2 separate regions of the Xenopus tropicalis genome follow, and region 1 is linked to region 2. A link is a contact called in public Hi-C data. All regions are on one chromosome and are shown on one strand. The core of a region is the stretch at or near the end of the contact, and the rest is flanking DNA. Distances in the headings are between cores, read along the strand shown.

The links. Hi-C and Micro-C count contacts between places; a contact is called where the count stands out from the background.
Region 1: a Hi-C map of neurula embryo shows a contact between it and region 2, with 2.5 times the contacts expected there. The contact joins two enhancer-like sites. A contact is called at or near these places in 5 of 5 Hi-C or Micro-C datasets (brain, gastrula embryo, liver and 2 more).

Annotation. Positions count from the first base shown.
Region 1 is chr3:129,905,606-129,908,789 of UCB_Xtro_10.0, reverse strand. No RefSeq gene overlaps it. Among named protein-coding and RNA genes, the nearest start is that of pdlim2, 13 kb to the right of the region's middle. Within about 2 kb of position 1,304, at least 4 of the 11 cell types and tissues checked have an H3K27ac peak or open chromatin away from gene starts, as enhancers often do. A contact at or near this core is called in neurula embryo, where this site is marked.
Region 2 is chr3:129,850,054-129,853,478 of UCB_Xtro_10.0, reverse strand. It overlaps ppp3cb (protein phosphatase 3, catalytic subunit, beta isozyme), which reads right to left. Exons shown (of 14, transcript NM_001097286.1): 14 at 287-2,882. The coding sequence ends at 2,722. Among named protein-coding and RNA genes, the nearest start is that of sorbs3, 12 kb to the left of the region's middle. Within about 2 kb of position 1,433, at least 1 of the 11 cell types and tissues checked has an H3K27ac peak or open chromatin away from gene starts, as enhancers often do. A contact at or near this core is called in neurula embryo, where this site is marked.

The DNA of each region.
Region 1 (3,184 bases), core at 55-2,554, 55 kb before region 2:
AATCTTTCTCAGTGCCTCTTGCTATACTGCTTTGAGGTTAGAGATTTCTGTTGCTTCCCCATAATGCAAAGTATGAACATTTATACTTTCATCCCCTGTGTGAGGAACCCCAATAATCTGCATTTAATGCTCCTGTACAGGGTTCTAGTACTCACCAGAATTTATATATTTCTATTTCATTTTTTATGCCCTTCTAAGGGCCCAGCCTCACTAATGCCTTTGTGGATGAATGGAAGTAAATCCCACAAACAATGCTCACCTATATAAACACTGTAAGTGAATGTTAGGAAATATTTTTTCCCATCTTCACTGCACCAAAAGAATGGCCATTATCCCCACTAGTGCAATGGGCAGATGCCTAGAGAAAGCATGAAACTAGAAATCCTGTCTGACAGGTGGGGGAACGTGACCAAGAGGATTATACTTTGGTTCAGGATTATTTACAATTTGAGCCTGGGGAGGAGTTTTGGGCCACATGTATTTAGTATTAGATTTCTTCCTCCAAGAACAGTAAAAAAAAATGTGATTTTGCTCCTATTTGCTGAATGGTTCCCATGTTAGTCGGCTGCCCAACCTGTCTGGTGAGTCAAAGTTTGGCTTTTTTCTTATTTCCCTGGCAGTATTCTGCACCCCAGATATGTAGCCTACACACTGGGGTCAATTACAGATACCCCCAATGCAGCTGCACCTCATCTACCTTAAGCACCTTCCCTGCCTGGCCAACCCTATCTGTGCTACAACATATGGCCTATAGTGGTCTGTGGGCAGAGCCTGGGCATATTCAGTGATGTCCCAGCAGCTGCATTGTGATTGGTTTGTGACAGTGTGGCCTGCAGACCCATAGGCTGCAAGGGAAGTGCTTCAGGTTGCATATTTTGCTGATATGCCAAGCAGACATCACTACTAACTGGGGTTGCCACCAAGTTATTGGCCTGGCCAGTTAAAATGAGTATAGAGTATAGGGAGGATAGGAGTATAGGAAGGATGCTATTTTTCCCAGAAAAGGATACAATACAAATACCCATTTGCTCTTATGCTTCTTGCTTGAGTGGGGCAGTTGGCCTCAGCCGTATAGATTCCCTGCACTCTATAAAGGGCAAGTAAGCCATTGGTGGCTGCTATTCATTGGCAAATGTAGATCAGATTGTATTGTACATGAGCAGCACCGGGGGAGTCAGTCGCATTGCATTAGGCACGTATATGGGAGCAAGGGTCTAGTTGCACTGTGCGGGTGTAAGGGGGGGAGGGGCCCGTTTAGTGACTGACAGGTGCCTGGAGGCAAAGGTTAGCCTGGGAACACAATACCAGTATCTGCGATGGGGACAGAGGAATTCATTACGTGACATTCTTTAGGTGGGGTGGAAGGGAGATACTGCTTAAAGGCGTCTGGGTGAAGAGGGGTTAATCTAGTGACAACGTGCAGGTGTTTGGGCTTAGGGTGAATAGTCTAGAGAGTAACAGTAAATTGCTTATTTCCACTATTGAAGAAGCCATCTCATGTGCGGCAGTTGAGGGTTACCCACATGTCAGGTTACAGGGCAGGCGTGTGGGGGTTGAAGGGTTAATCTAGTGACAATGTGCAGGTGTTTGGGTTTAGGGTGAATAGTCTGGAGAGTCACAGACACAGTAAATTGTTTATTGATGTATATTGATGAAGCCATCACGTGTGCGGCACTTGAGGTTTATCCATATGGGGGGTAACAGGGGTTAATCTAGTGACTTTGCAGGTGTGGAGTGGCTGAAGGGTTAATCTAGTGACTGTGCAGGTGTGGGGTGGATGAAGGGTTAATCTAGTGACTGTGCAGGTGTGGGGTGGTTGAAGGGTTAATCTAGTGATTTTGCAGGTGTGGAGTGGTTGAAGCGTTAATCTATTGAGTGGGCAGGTGTGGGGTGGTTGAAGGGTTAATCTAGTGACTGTGCAGGTGTGGGGTGGTTGAAGGGTTAATCTAGTGACTGTGCAGGTGTGGGGTGGTTGAAGGGTTAATCTAGTGACTGTGCAGGTGTGGGGTGGTTGAAGGGTTAATCTAGTGACTGTGCAGGTGTGGGGTGGTTGAAGGGTTAATCTAGTGACTGTGCAGGTGTGGGGTGGTTGAAGGGTTAATCTAGTGACTGTGCAGGTGTGGGGTGGTTGAAGGGTTCATCTAGTGACTGTGCAGGTGTGGGGTGGTTGAAGGGTTAATCTAGTGACTGTGCAGGTGTGGGGTGGTTGAAGGGTTAATCTAGTGACTGTGCAGGTGAGTGGAGAGGAGATGAGAGGTTACACTGGGGCAGACAGGCTTGTTGACCAAGTTCCTTTTGTTTTCGCTTTTCCTACCAGCTCATTAGAGCAGTGATTCCCAGCTTCCCATAGACACCCCTGTCCCCCCTGAACTCTCTCATTGTAACCCCAAATCTGCGCAATGGGAGTTTCAGAATGGGGTCTGTTAAAGGGCACCTATCTCCCTAAAATTGCTTCCCCCACCAGTACAGTTCATTAAAGGTACTTGCACCCAAATCCACTTCTTGCACTTCTGCATGTCCTTGCCATTGTGGTGTCTGTCCCACCTACTGTTCTGAGCATACACTATATATATAATAAAAAATATAGAAAATATGTTACATATATTAAATATATTTAAATATAAATATTCAAATTAATTATCTATATAGAATATTATAACATATATCTTATATAACATATAATATAAGTATTTAGGTGTATATGCAGGTGTTTGCGAGTTACAAAATACTTTTAGACTCAAGTACCATACGACTGTATCCATCTTTGCATGATCACAGCCACAGTTGCCTTTTGTAAATAAGCCCTATCTGTCAGTGCAAACTGTCCATCTAGTGGTGCTGCCATCTAGTGGTGAATATTCTTCAATATTATCAGTGGCTGGAATGGAAAGAGAAGCAATGAGAGCACAGATTTATAGACAATATTCTTCTACTGTGATACAAGTCTGGGTCCTGTGATGGAGTGTAGTGTTACCCTGGTACCTGCTGCTAACTAGTGGCACATCTACAAGACACTGGGCCCCATAACAAAATCATTTTTCATGAAACTCAGGGTCGGACTGTTCTGCTGGGACTCTGGGAAAATTCTGGTTGGCCCCAGCCCTGGTGGGCCCACCGCACCAATACCTGCTCTCAGCCCAGGATCTGTGGGGCGTAGCGGAGGTACGATGGGTGAGGGGATGCG
Region 2 (3,425 bases), core at 184-2,683:
CATAATGTGTACCAACCTAAGCCGGACCAAGCATGCTATGGCACATTGGTTTATGGGTTATTAGTCACCCGTGGTTAAATCTCTGCTACCTGCGCAAGAAACTTTGGAAGAGGAATCGCCATGTATGATTTCCTAGAGCAAATCACTTTCTTGCTGGTGGGAATGTATTCTGGGGAAATTAGTCACCCCCAACAGCCGCGATTTAACCGTGGGCAACTAATCACATTACCCTTAATGCACACCCCAACCTTGCAAATGAGATAATAAAATACAGCAGACAGCTTGGTTACCATTTTGCTGTTTAATCTCAACAATTTTGCTCCCTATTATTTGTGGGGGGGGGGAAGAATCATCAAATATATTTCTTTAGCCATTTTTAATATAAGACAACTCAGCAAATAATTTCCATAAACAGGGTGGCAGGGGGGGAAGGGGGGCACATCTCTACCCCTCGCCTTGTCTGGGCTTTTAAAGGTATAATAGGCTGTGCCATAGAGAACTGTGGGACAGTGAGAAGATTGACACTTGTGCTATGACTCCATACAGAGAACCAGGGTTGGGCACCGCCCGGTGTAGGAGTAACCGTCCTGCTTCTGGAGTGCAAATGGTGCCCTAACGATGCAAATGCGAGGGGGTAACCCCATACTGGAGTGATTTCTTGTAACCAAGCAGTATAGATGCCACCCCAGTGTGAGCTGTAATATTCCTGAGGGTGACCCAGCAACAGCGCGCTTAGGGAGATGTCAAGCCCTGCTTGTACAAAGGTTTCTAAAAGCCCAAAAGAATGTCGCCCTTATACAATAAAGGGTCTGGTCTGGGCACGCATGGGGATGGGGAATGCAAGAGGCCAATAAGAAAGGAGTTAAAATGACTTCTTCCATTTACATTCACCAGTAAAACAGAAGTCACCAATGTGCCTCAGAACACTGTATGCGCAGCCGCCTCCCGCAGAGTGCCCTTTGCGTGCAGAACCTGCCTCTGCTGAGGCTTCTGGGTTCTCCGGCGACTCTCTGCGTGTGCTCTAATGTGCAGTGCAGAGCCGCCTGCTGCACAGGTCTATGTGCGGAGCAATTGTGGTTAGCAGCGCTAGTGGGGCAATGTACAAGGCAGCATTAGAGCAAACAACATAGCAAAATGGTTTCTTCTAAGGATTCTAATGAGACGCGTGCATTATTTCATACAGCATGCTCGCGAGTCCCAGTGCACTGAAATCATACTGAGCCCCAGATGATTAGCTGCACTCCTCAGTATAATGCTGCCTGCCTCCAAATTATGGATTTAGGAAGCACAGCTGTCCAATAAAATGCTTTCTACCAAGATATCTTGCACTTTGTGAGCCCTTCACTGTAAGGCTGATATCACATGGTGGAGGCGTGGCCAGTAACACCCATGCCGCCTCCCATTGCTTTCAGTATGAACCACCACACACCTCCAATTAGAACCACCCAACCTCAAATTAGAGAACTCCCTGTACTAGTGGTGCTCTAGTGGTTCCCATAGGAGGCGGCAGAGGCGCTTTTGGTCACCCTGTCATTGGTCAAGAAACCCCCTCCAACTTTGCACATTTATTAAACATACAAGCCAAGATATAAGCAAATGGGCGGAGGGTATGTTAACATTCATACTCACCACCAAACACTTGAAGGGTTCACTGGATATTTCAAGTTTAGTTGCCCATTGGCAACCCTTTGAAGGAATATGGCATTGGCTTTTGCCCAAACAAATACATTCCAGGACCGGACTGGTAATCTGTGGGTTCTGGCAAATGCTGTAAAATGCCATAGACAGCCACTATTAATTGGCCCTGTGGGGGTTGTTTGGGCCTCTGGGTACTTTAAAATCCAGGGCCTATTTTGAATCTCAGTCCGGACCTGGTATTTTTTGCCCTAATTTCAGCACTGTACATTCCCCTTTGATTCTGTACAAGTGTCTCTGTAGAAGGAGCACGGTGCATGAAATACTGCGGCAATGCATGTTTGGGGGCATGCGTTTAAGAGCTACAAAGCATTTGTTAGAGCAGGAATGTGACTTTTGGCATTGTGGCTAAACTGTAATTCCCATCAAAAGACGACACTAAAGGTCTATGAGAGAAACACAGCGCAGCACTGTGGGTGCAAACGTAAGCGCCAATACGTGAGGGCAGAAGCGTTTATGCGCGCAGCAGGGCGTCAGTGTGAAACTCTGGTGGCTCTGCACTGTGGCAACAGGAGGCTCGCTACTAAAGTACAGCATTGCAGCTGGTCGCTAGACATACCCTACATTAAAAAACAGGGTCTTTATATTACACATGTATAAATATATATATAGAACGCAAAATGACATTTACAAAGAGAATACAAACTGCAGGACAGGCTGCTGGGACAGTATCAATGTTTGTGTCACGCTCTCAGTCGGAGTGTGTGTGTGCTCAGGTGTGTTTGCACTGATCTGCACAAGCATGTTTGGAATGGCATGAATGTACACGTCACTACTGGCTTGTGTAGCTATTGTGTCTGTAGGCTTGTGTGTGTGTGTTTGAATCTGCACTTGTATAGTGTAAACTGTGTCCACGTCCCTGTATCTCTCAGCTGTAATTAGACATGGAGCTGTAAGTGTGCCTTTCCCTATCCCTGTATGCGCCTGTGCCCGCTATCTGGCAGCCTGCTTATGAGAGTCCTGCCCTCACACACGCAGCTGTTGCAGAGGTCGGAGGGAGTTGGGCAGTGAGCTGCAGATGTGGTGTCACTGCGAGCTCCTGTTGGTGCTGTTCTTGTCAGTGGAATTGAGGTTGGGGTCCAAGGGGGAGGTGGAACGACGTGGGGGCATGCGTTCGTTAATACGATCCAACCCTCGGGCCTCTTCAAAACTCCGGATTTTGTGCTGGGGGGAGAAGCCTCGGACTTCTGTGAGAGAGGGGCAGAAGAGAAGAAACATGGGGGATGAAAGAGAAAAGATGATAAGGTGAGATAAGGACACGGGTGCCACGTGGGTGTATAAAGGGGAATAGAGAAAAGCAACAGGGAAGGGAAACAGAGAAAGAAAGGCAGAGAAGAGAATGTGCCGGTCTGATGTTGGGATGAGAGACACAGTAATGAGTAATGAGTTTTAAGAGCAGGTTCCACAAACAGAGAATTGACTCTGAGTCATGTCATTATCTGCCCTGTGGCTCTGTATCCCGTAGCAGTGATAATACTGTAGCACACTCTCAGTATGAGCAGCAACATCCCCAGGGCTGGCATTTTTATCTTAAGCAAGGGCCAATAAGTGGACAAGTTGCCCTATGGATGGCCAGACTGGCTTTAAGATACTAGCCCGCAAACCACATACTGGCACATACAGAGCAAGTACACGCTGGGCTATATGCTAGCCTCTGATTGGCTGGTGCACCAATGTATAAACCATATGACCTATGGAAGATTTGCACCATCCCTATGCTTGTATACTTG